3 separate regions of the Rattus norvegicus genome follow, and regions 2 and 3 are each linked to region 1. Evidence: chromatin contacts called from public Hi-C data. All regions are on one chromosome and are shown on one strand. The core of a region is the stretch at or near the end of the contact, and the rest is flanking DNA. Distances in the headings are between cores, read along the strand shown. Region 1 overlaps Pde4d (phosphodiesterase 4D). Region 2 has its middle 310 kb from the start of Depdc1b. Region 3 has its middle 200 kb from the start of Depdc1b.

Evidence for each region. Hi-C and Micro-C count contacts between places; a contact is called where the count stands out from the background.
Region 2: a Hi-C map of frontal cortex shows a contact between it and region 1, with 5 times the contacts expected there. The contact joins two enhancer-like sites. A contact is called at or near these places in 4 of 12 Hi-C or Micro-C datasets (the A7r5 cell line, Schwann cells, frontal cortex and 1 more).
Region 3: a Hi-C map of frontal cortex shows a contact between it and region 1, with 2.0 times the contacts expected there. The contact joins two enhancer-like sites.

Annotation. Positions count from the first base shown.
Region 1 is chr2:42,548,049-42,551,791 of GRCr8, forward strand. All of the region lies in intron 1 of Pde4d (phosphodiesterase 4D), which reads left to right. Among named protein-coding and RNA genes, the nearest start is that of Pde4d, 93 kb to the left of the region's middle. Within about 2 kb of position 2,028, at least 15 of the 93 cell types and tissues checked have an H3K27ac peak or open chromatin away from gene starts, as enhancers often do.
Region 2 is chr2:41,933,654-41,937,691 of GRCr8, forward strand. It overlaps a transcript of Pde4d not described here. Among named protein-coding and RNA genes, the nearest start is that of Depdc1b, 310 kb to the left of the region's middle. Within about 2 kb of position 2,173, at least 4 of the 93 cell types and tissues checked have an H3K27ac peak or open chromatin away from gene starts, as enhancers often do.
Region 3 is chr2:41,821,385-41,825,327 of GRCr8, forward strand. It overlaps a transcript of Pde4d not described here. Among named protein-coding and RNA genes, the nearest start is that of Depdc1b, 200 kb to the left of the region's middle. Within about 2 kb of position 2,162, at least 4 of the 93 cell types and tissues checked have an H3K27ac peak or open chromatin away from gene starts, as enhancers often do.

The DNA of each region.
Region 1 (3,743 bases), core at 778-3,277:
GATCCTGTCTCAGGAAATCTCTTCCTGACCTCATAGAGAGAAGAGTCTCCCTCCTCCACACAGACCAGGCTGGTGCCTTCTGCCTCATCATGGTTCCGCCCAGGTACTATGAACAGAAACTTCTGAAATCAGGAGCTGAGACAGAGGCTCCCTCCTTTGTTTTTAAGGCATTCTGTCACAGCAGTGAAAAGCTAAGTGAGACAGGACCATGCCTACTCACAGATCACACGGTTGACAAACACTACGTGGGAGATTTTTCGAGGTTATCTGAATGCACATGCCACTTGGAGTGCAAGCACACACGCAAGCACGCTCCCAAGCACACACGCGCACTTCTAAGAGGCTCTCCGTCTATACCTGAGTGTGTTCTGAGCGGAAAGAATCCCTTGGGCTTCGGCTGGACCATCATTTGTCAGTTCTAAATGTTGAAGGTTATTTTTATGGACTTGGAATATTTCACAACTGTCACAATAAAATGAAGTTATTTCAGGTCTCGCTCATGAACAAATGTTGAGCAGGATAAAGCCAAGGAGAGCCCAGACTAGAAATTATTTACTCAAGCTGATAGTGTTCTTACAGCCGGGTGGCCAGATACAGGCCTACTATGTGTCACACTCCCAGTGCCTCTTCAGCCTGGCCATGCTCACAGTCTGCCAGGCTCTGAGAGGCAGCCCCAGCCGATGGTCTGATAGTCGAATCAGTAACAACAGTTGATAGTGACATAGCATGTCTGCCCGGTATAAGAACGGACTCAATCCTTACAAGTGCCCGTTATGCCCACTGGACTAGTGTGCAAGCCAATGGAGAAAAGGTGGCTCAGAGCACAGAGGAGCTCTCTGACTCATTTGTGTGCCACACAGTGTCGGTGGGAACCAACCTGACTCCCCCCAGAGCATCCATGGATTTGCCCTCTTCCATCCAATAACCGCAAGCTAATTCACAATTGGGCAGTGGTTTCGGGTGCCAGTAGGATGGTCCCTCATGGCAAGCTCTTCCCCGCTGCTCTTATCTTTCCCCACACCCTGTAGAGAGTGTAAGTTCCTTTGTTCATCTTGGTTTTAAGTTCGTGTAGTCATTTTACATGACATTTAGGATGTCATCTACATCCATCGTCCTCCTGAGCACACTCTCTTGGCCCCCTGTCAGCCTCTTCAGTTCCCTGGGTTGCAACTCAAAGGAGGACTGGAGATCTCATACCTCTGCTTATCTTTACAAGCTTCATTGCCCATAGCTCCCTCTGCCCCATGTTCTTCCCCCATGTTGAGAATTTCCCCACAGGTATCTGCTTCTTCATGAGTACTGCTTTATCTGCAAAACCACTCGCTGGGTGTTATCAATTAGGGTCTATACAGAATGGATGGTGTATGTAGCTAAGACTATGAGAACTATCCTTGGCCACATTCACAGTCCTTCCTTATGGGAATTATTACTGAAATTCTCTTCAGCGATTTTTTTTTATTTTAACCGTGCTTTTCCAACTCTGCCACACGGTTTTACATCTTCCCATCAATCTGAGCCTGTAGTCTTCTCCTTTACACGTCAAACTCTTTTGACCATATTGAGAACTAAATCTCCAAACCAAAGCGGGAGTTCCCACAGTGCACACTGTAGTTTGTCCCTGAAGGGAGCCCTAAGCACCTTGCTTGAAGCAAAAGCGGAAGCCACGCCCATCCTGTGGCTGGGGAGCTGGGCCATTTCCTGTGTTTGGTATAATGCTCAGCTGGAAGCTGAGAAACAAACAGTTGTGTCCCCTGCCCTCCAAGTTCATTTCCAACACCGAAGTCTTTGGTTATGGTTTGAATGTCTCTCCTGTTGGGCTCAAATGCCTGGGTGTGACTCACTGGAAATGCCGGCAGAGAGTGACTTCATCCAATTCCTGAGAAGCATTTGAGGAAGCAGGCACTTGTGGCTGGCCAGTCCTGGATTGAAGTTTCTTTACCCAGCATTACTATTTCCTTGTCATTTTTTGAAAAGTATCATAGATCTAGTGCAAAGGTCAGTGTACTCCCTCTATAAAAGGTCCTGGTCATAAACACTTTAAGCTTTGGGGCTAGGGAGATAACTCAGTTGGTAAAGTGTTTTCCAAGCATGAAGACCTGAGGTGAAATCCTAGAACCCGTATTAAAAACAAACAAACCAAACCTGGACGTGTGGCACATGCTTGTAATCCCAGTGCTGATGGAGATAGCTAGCTAGTCACTCTGGCCTGCTTGGGAGGGAGTCCCCAGTCACTGAGAGACCCCATCTCAAATGACAAAGTAGTTATGCTTGAAGAATGACGGCCAAGGTTGTCTTCTGGCTTCCACATACACATTCACATCCCACCAACAACAATAACAATCACACCCAAAAATCAGATAGATATATGGATGGATGGATACGATTAGATGGATAGTGATTAGATTATCTAGTGATTAGATAGATAGATATGCAGATAGATAGATAGATAGATAGATAGATATGCAGATAGATAGATAGATAGATATGCAGATAGATAGATAGATAGATAGATAGATAGATAGATAGATAGATAGATAGATAGATTAATTATAAGGTTTGTGGTTCAAAAACAAAGTCTCCAAGTCTTTAATTGACAAACTTGATCTGTTCTAAGTCCTGTAGCTTGTAATTGCTCCTGTTAATAAGTAGAACTGTTTGTCTTATCTTTGTGTTACCCTCCATGAGTTGTTTTTTTTTTGTTGTTGTTGTTGTTTGTTGTTGTCATTGTTGTTTTCCCCCTCGTTGGATTGCATTTCAGAATTGTAGAGGCAGTTTTCAAACATTTCATCAGTGCATCTGCTCTATTGAGTGACTTGCAGTGCCCCCCTGTGGCCAACATGATGTCTGCAGCCACAGTCCTTGGTTGAGACGACAGATTTAGATTGTAGCATACTGACCATAGGGTATCTAAAAAAACCCACACCTTTTGCTTTTGATAACTTTTTTTGCACATTTCCCACGTTGCCTTATTGAATATAATATTTTTACTCTTTGCTTGACAGTCGGGTAGTCAGATGTTCTCACCATTGCGTGGGGGGGGGGGGACACAAAAACAATTTATCTCCCTAGTAATTACTGCAGCAAATAAATCTACCTTTTAGAGTCATTATTAAGAGTGATTCTAAGTTTCTGGTTAAAAAAGTAACCAATGGCTGGTGTGTGTGTGTGTGTGTGTGTGTGTGTGTGTGTGTGTGTGAGAGAGAGAGAGAGAGAGAGAGAGAGAGAGAGAGAGAGAGAGAGAGAGAGAGATGGGCAGTAAAATGGGATGAGCTATAGAGGAAAATGCTTTAGTTGATCTCAACAATCGCTCCCCGATGCTGACCTTGACGGTCTATGCACACATGTGCTTTCTATGCTTTTGTGGAAGAGTTGGTGCCTTAAAGGCGTGGAGCCAACGGGTGTCAGCAATGCTCATCACTTTACTAAACAAGAGGACCCCTCCAATGAAAGGTTGGCCTGCTTAGTGCTCAGTGACTTTTACTGAAACTCTCTCTTAGGAAGGCAAAGACAAAACAAAACGACAAACAACAATAAAACAAACAAGAACAAAAATCATGGGGGCCCATTTAGTGAAAATAGTAAGTGAGCATCAAAGCAGATTGTGAATGGAACCGGACCAAACACCCATGAAGAATCACTTAAATCCAGACATGTAGAGCTTAGAAAGAAGTCATAGACCCCCTTACCAGCAAGCCTTGCAGGCAGAGAAAGGATGAACAGGTTTACTGTTATCAGGATTTAGG
Region 2 (4,038 bases), core at 923-3,422, 610 kb before region 1:
GAGTTTACGTTTTTTGTTTTTCTTTTATTAATTATTTTCTCGATGCTATGTTTTGTCCTCATATTTTCAACCACCGACTACACTTTAGTGTTGAGATGCTGTGACAGGCACAAGCTTGTGTCTCCTGTTGCTCAGCGAACATTTCCTACCTTGATGTGGAAGCCAAATTTAATAAGCCACCCACCAATTTCTCTATTGTTCTCCATTTGCCTCCTCCACTTCTCTATCCCACCCCAAACCACACTGACTCTCCCTCACCTCTTCATTTTTGCTTTCTGAGACATCACTTCTTGAGTGACAGAGGTTTAGAAATTTGGGATCATCACTTGGTTCCTGTTCTATCTTATATCAGGTTCTTCCAAGCGCACCATGAGGCTTGCTGACTCCAGAAAGTACTGGAAAACTCAGAAAAGCTTTCACCTCTAGTTGTAGGCTTCAACAACAACAACAACAACAACAACAACAACAACAACAACAACAACAACAATAACAACAACAACAACAACGATGCAGATTAAAACCAGAAAGGTCAAAAGCACATGGAACATAGTTCAAGAGAAACATGGCACAGGTTTCCAAACGTTCTTTCCCAGGGATGTTGAAGAGATGGATTTAATTCTCCAAGCCACAGGCAACAGATGGTCAAGTCTAGGAGCTCCCCGGAGCCTTGATATAGGAATTGCTCTAACTATTCAGATTTGATCCCAACTCTCAGAAAACAGGCACCCTGCATCTACCAGAAATCATGTAGGCAGCATAAATTACCTGATCACACTGGTAACCCAGGACCTTAGTCACACAACACTTAGCAGATAAAAATACTTTAGAGAGCTCAGAGAGGATTCATTCTTAGATGTGGTTCAAATTCTAGGCCCGAAGAGAGATCTTGGAAATGTATGGTTTGAGCAGCATAAGTTTGCTTAGTTAACCATACTCTATCCACCTGTACAGGAACAAACAACTACCAACTTCATGAACTATTTGGAAAAATGAGAAAGAATATGTGTTATGGTGGTGATCAAATATATTTGATTTCTGATTCTATGAGATTTAAGTGAGATATGACTATCATAATCCTGGACACAAACATAAAAATTAAGCTCAGGTAGCAATTTCTTCCTATTATGGTATTATCATTATGTCTTTTTCTTTTAAAACATTTTTAATTTTTAATTATGTTTATGTGTGCAGGTATAGTCCTGTGAATACATGCCCTCAAAGGCCATAGGAGGGTATTAAATACCCTATAATTAGAGTTGTAGGCAGTTGTCAGATTTCTGATGTTGACCCTGGGAACCAAACATGGGTCTTCTGCAAGGGCAGTTGAGCTCTTAACCACTGAGCCACCTATCCAGCCTACCACCATGCATTTTTACTATAGTCCCACATCCTCCATCAAATCTAACACTTGACTGTTTTCATATTCTTTGTATATTGACTCCCATATCAGTTGGCCCAGGATGTGATACTACATAAACAAGCCCATCTTTGCATAGTTAGTAAGGCTGATAAGGAATGTCTTGATACCACTTTTCTACTGTGAGTATCAGTCCATATCATCATTCTGGATTCAGGCTGAATTAACAGTCCCAAGCTGGAATAGTGTGGCAAAAAGGAAAGTCTACATGATCCAATTCAACAATGACTTCTAGAGTCATTGGTATGAGATGGCATATGTCCTGTCTGTTCCCATTTTGTTTCTAAAGTCCCAAAGCCTGGCCTGATGTCAGTGCACTAAGGATGTATGATATTCCTTTGGGATGGTGGAACTTGATGGTCAAATAACATCCCAGTCTCTTACTGACTTATCAACAGCCTCCCTCTAACTTTATCCTGTTGATCATCACCAAGCCCATACCTTCTGAGCTCATTGGTGGCAAACAAGTTCCCTTCTCTAGTGCTACTTTAAAGCTCCTTTTGAAGCTTTGGCGCTCTTAATGTTCCCATATTTTAGTGACTAGACTATTTCACCAGCCCTAGGCATATTTTATTTTAGCAAACCTTTTGTGCTTTTCCTTGTGATATTAAGTCACTGAGATGGTGGGGCATTTTCTGAAGAGACTTCTTATTTTGAGCTTTAAGTCTTCAGAGCCCAAATACCTTACCCATATTTTCATGCCTGAGGCACCAAGTTCATGAGTGTACAAATAACTACTGCTACACTGCTTCAGAGAGCTCCAAGCGCTACTCAGTGGTGATAGGCTGAGAGATCAAGCCGGGGAGGACACAGGTTCAGATCCAATCCATGCTTTGTTCACAAGGCAAGTCCAGAGTGGAATGTGTTGGAAAGGCTATCCTTTGCTAATTCACTCCAAGCTCTGAACAGTTCCAACAGTGGCCTTTTCTTAAGGATTTTAGGATGTTCAAAGGACACTTTCTACATAGGGACCATGTGTCTCCAAAGGACTATATTTATGGAAATAATCACATATGGGGGATATTGCTGCTTTGGCTCTGTTTTCTTGAAATTGTCACATTATGCCCTGAACCCATAAGTCATCCACCTACTCTACATTTTTCAGATGTACATGACTCATGACATCTTCACAAGAGTGGGCCCATAGAACTGCTCTGGGCTTCGTAAACCAAATCTGTGGACCCAGCTCTTTTTCTAAGTAAGTTTCATTTATCTCTAGTACAGAATCTCTTTTCCTAGAGAAAGAAGCACTTGAGCCCAAAAATATCAGACTGGAAATAAAGATGAAGAAAAAAGTAACCAGATCAGCTGTGCTTCATAAGATATAAAGCACTGCTTCATGAAAAACATTCCTAAAAATAAAAACCCCTGGCAATATAGCAAAGAGACAAAATGACTTCTTGTGGTTGAATGGTTTTTAAGGTATTTCCCTCGTTACAGTTTTAAAAACTGTTCCAAAAGCAGTCTGTCTTAAATTCTGTGCCAAAGGGGAATATTGTCCACTGGCAGGCACAATCGTCAGAAATAGACAGCCATGAACAAGTGTTTTGATTGCCCCAGGCACAACAGCAGAGAGAGAGGTTACCACTTCCTGAGAAGTGCTTCAGTGTGGAAGGCAAAAGCTTAGTCAAGTTCACTACAGTGACTTTGAGCAAGTGTCACAACTGCGTGCAATGCTGTCAATATGCTGTCCTTCCAGTTCATGTAAGCAATGCTTTACTTATGCTTCTGTTTTGTGCAAAGGTGTTCATAGTTCCTGAGGGAATAAGCTAAGCCAAGCAAAATCCATCAGGACAGACTTTGGTACTCAGATGCTGGAGACCAAGTCACAATGACCAGAAAGCAACTGAAAAAGTCCATAGAGCAGGCAAACTTTGGGATTCTTATGTGTAGAATACTAAAATTAAAGTGGTCTAGGCTGGGTAGCACAGGCCTGTAGTCTCAGCTACTCTGGAAACTAAGATATGATTTCAGAACAAGTTTGAAGCCTGTCTGGGCAATTTAGTGAGGTAGTCTCAAGAGGGCTGAGGATATGGGTTAGTGGTAGAGCACTTGCCTGTAGTCCCAGACCTTAGGTTCATTCATGAGCACTGCCCCTCCACCACAGAGACGAGGGTATTTGATGAGTGAGGAAGGCTCAATCACTTGACACATTGGCAGGAAAGCACACTGGTATTTATGTTGTGGCTACCTAGTGAGATGGTGAAGTGTTTGTCACATTTGGGGCTCTCCATGATCACTATGATGATTGATCATGCTTCATCTTTTTGAGTTCCTAAATTTTTCCTAGAATTCCTTCATCTCCACCTGGCCATCTTGACCCAGAAGACAAAAACCACAGTCCTGATCTAGGGCTCTGGGAGCACTTGGGACTCATTTCAAAGTCTGAGGATTTTCTGGGACCAGGACAGAGTGTGGCTTGCTGTTATCTTCCTTTCAAGTATTGTACTTAGAGAAGGCACCTCCTACTTTGAGCAGCTGGTCCTCCTCAGAGATATTCTCCTTCATCTCATCCAGTCCTATTGGGGAATTTATTTTACTTAGCCTTTCCTCTCCTGAATTTATCTCTTTCTTTCTCAGAATAATGGGAAGTCACTCATCTATCCATTCAGGGGATTTCT
Region 3 (3,943 bases), core at 912-3,411, 730 kb before region 1:
TGAAAAGGAAAGAAGGTAGTGTTTCTACCAAGGCAAAAGACAGAAGAGAAGCAAATCTTGCTGGTTTATTTCAGAAGCAGTTCCTTACGTGAATCTGTCAGGTAGCCAATAAAGTTGTTAACTTCTTAAAGATAAAGAAAGGAATGTTTAAATAGACTCTAGTTGGTAGAGATGAGAAGTCTCCCCCAATGATGAAGCTGGAGCAGTTTCTGAAGGCTGAGGGTAACATATGTGACTCCATTTTATTTGTACTGAACTGTACAAAGAAAAAAAATCAACATTTTGCTCAGTTAAGACATTCCTACTTCTGAGAGATCACTGCTTTGAATTGTAATCACACTAAGTACATTTTCTTGTATTCATATTGTTTCCATTTGATTTGGAGAAACCTTAGTGGGAACATTTGCTCCTCTCTGCATAAATAACTTACCATTTTAATTTAGAGAAAATGCTTCAAGTTATGGTCATGAATTGAATTTAGAGACACCCTGAGCTCTGCTTTTAATCTATTGATTATTTGGAGGACAATTATCTAAGTTCTGTTCTTCACCTATGTCTGTATAACAAGGTTCCCCAAGCCTAGATCTTGAAATGTCAACCAGGATTGTTTTCCCAAGCTACTAATCAGCTTGGGTGTCTACTTGTGTAAACCAGGCTGTGATTATTAACTGACAGGCTAAGCATGCCTTGACTGGGGAATTCAGTACTCCATATACTTCTGATGTCTCTCCAGCAGACTAGTCTAAGCATGATCGCAAAAAACGTATTTAGGGTCTAAAAGCAGGAAGGTCCAATTACATAAAGAGACTAGGTGGCAACATGCACACAAGCACACACGCACACATGCACACACACACCTTTTGCAGTCTTGGTATCACATGTTGGCCAAGGCAAGGCATGGTGGATCTCAGAGTCTTAGAAAAGGAACACACTGTTGTACGTTGCAGTGCATAAACAAGACAGATGGGATTTGAAAGCAATTAACACACATTCAGTGTACCAAAAGTCACTCCAACTTCTTTTTTTTCCCCTTTATCTTTGCACACCTCCCAGGAGCTCCTCAGGAAGGCAACAGCTTCCGTGTTAATGAACTGCGCAATAAAGCAGGCACCACACAGGAGGAACCATACCTAAAGAGCCTCTCGCCCAGCTCCCTGGCGCTCACAAAGCCTCTGACTTTCCAGTTGTATCGTTCTTTGGTATCTCTAAAGACTTGGTAAAATAAAAACAAAAGAATAAAATACTCTCTACCTAGTTACTTTGCCCTGCCTGCTCTCAATTCTTGTTGAGAGGTTAGTTTGTCATGAAATAAAAATCTTGGTTTAATTGTGGGCCCACTACCATGCAAATGTATTAAATGGTCCAAATTCTCTGCTTCCAAAGTTGTTTTCTTTTCCCTTCTGGCTGTACCTGATCTTGTGCTCTAGCCCACGTTAAGCAGTGTCAATATTTAGGGACCTCTATTTGAGCAGGCTTTGGGGAGAAATCTGTGGTTTTGCTCTTGGTTTAACGTAAAATTGTTTCACTTTCCTCTGTCCCAAATTCCATGTTTGCATTCACTACTGCCCACTGTATGTGTCCTAGAGAAACCTCAAATGAGCATTTTGCAAAGAATACGCATTGTCTGCCTTTTCTCGGTTGCTAACACCCTCGAATGGGAGCCCGTTGAGTGGCTTTCATGCCATTTCAATCATGAATAATACAGTTGTGTAAAAATAGACAAAAATGAAGGTCTCTTAGAAGCCTACAATTTGCTCAGCCTAAAGGATGTTAAACAAATGCTCGCGTATGTAAATTAACGTCTGGCAGCAAGTACCTATGGTGGAGAAAATGAAGCGATGTATAGATGGAGTAATAGTGGAGGTGAATTTAGATCGGGTATTCAGGGAAGGCCTCTGAAATGAGGGGGTGAGCAGTGAGGAGCTGGACAAAGTGTTTTCAGCGGAGGAATTAGCAGGCGCAAAGGCTGCTGGGACTTCCAATGGAAAGCAAGGTAGGGAGCATGGTGAACCGACAACCAGGGTCCAGATCATGCAGGGCCCTTTTGAACAGTAAAGTCTTTGCACTTAGACTCTGAGTTCAGTGGCCATCCTTTGGGGACTGGGGAGAGATACGATCTGATGTCTGGCTGCTGTGTGAAGAGGCTACTGGAGGGAGTCAAGCTTTGAAGCTGGGAGCCTGTGATAGTTGCGTGACAGAGATGCTGAGGGGGCTGTTGAGTGAGTAGGAGTGGAGGCTGCAAGAAGAGGGCAGATCCTTTAAAATGGGTTTCATTTAAATAATCTAAATTTAGAGGCCGGGATCGGCTTTGCACAACTGAGCATATGGAGAGTGTTTCCCAAAGCAGACCCGGCATCCATCCGGCAACATCTGAGTTAATTTTAGGTACTCTGTCACATGAATGGGTTTCTACATTTTAACAGCTACTCAGGAATTTGCTGCTTATTAGGAAACTTAAAACTTGCAAGTAAATCCTGTGGTTTCAGTTTTTATTGGTAGCGAGAATGAAGTATTGATTCTACGGAAGAGGTAGTAAAAATTGGGAGACACATTGGCTGTCTGGAGTGGTGATGCTGAAGGGACCATTGATAAAGCTCACTTCTGAGGGAGAGCGATAATGACTCAGATGGTTTAATACCATGTGAAAATCATTAGAAATTAGACTTTATCAGTTATTTATTGAATTGCAGGCTCCATATTAGATGATATCTTACTCAGTCTCACTATAACCCTGTGAGATGTGAGTGGTAAAACCTTAGCATTTAGTCTGTTTAAGAGTATGGCCTCAGTGGAAGAACCTTCATCTAGCCCTGCAGAGACTTGATATGCCAGGATAGGGAAATATCAGGGGAGGGGGCTTCATTCTCTCAGAGGAGAAGGGGAGGGGAAAGGAAGTGGGGGGAGGGGACCAGGAGGGAGGACAGTGATCCAGATGTAAAGTGAATTAATAATAATAATAATAATAATAATAATAATAATGAGATTAGGCAAGTGACTCACAGAGAATAAGACTTTGTTCTAGGAAGTGTCCTGTGTGTTCTCAGACATGGCAAGATTGCAAGAGTGATGTGTTGATCTGATGACTCTTCTGGAAATAATAAGGTCTTAATCTTGTTTCCAGAGCAGGACCTCAAGTAGTTCTACATGTGGACAAACTTGTTAAAGAGATGAGAGAAACTGATCTTCTCTGTGAGGGCCTGGGTTTTTGTTTACCTCCCAGTTGGCTACTTTAAGAGGCAATAACCTGGAATCTCAGGAGAGAGGCCATATCTGGGATCTTCCAAGTGACTTACTTTCCTTCCTAATTACGTGTTTCATGTGTGTCCAGGGCTTGGTTACTTTTTAGCTTCTCTTCTGTCTGGATGTGCAACTCTTAAACCTCTGACTTGCATCCAAAACTCTAGTTGGAAAAGGATGACTTCACTAACAACCTTGGAGCTACTCTCAGGCCAGGTATTTCCAAGTACATTACTTACTCTCCTTTGAGCCTCTGCTTGGTCAGTGTCAGGAACAGACTGAAGAGGAACCCGAGCCCCCATGTGCAGTGGAGGTTGAGGGCTCTGGGAAAGCAGCTAGGTGAGTAAGAAGACCTAAAATCACGTGGAAGTGGTTCCCACCCTCCTGGGCACATGATTTTCTTTAGAAATGAACCAGACATACTTTAAAAATTAGTTTAAAGGATTAGATTATTTTTTCTAACATATTAGGGGATGAAAATGTAACTCAGTGATTGAATTCAGACCTAGTGTGTGCAAAGTCCTGGCACCTGGCATCAGGCACACACCACACACACACACACACACACACACACACACACACACACAGAGAGAGAGAGAGAGAGAGAGAGAGAGAGAGAGAGAGAGAGGAAAGAGAAAGAGGGGGGTGAGAGAAAGAGAGACAGAGACAGAGAGAGGGATAGAAAGAGGAGAGAGAGAGATAGAGG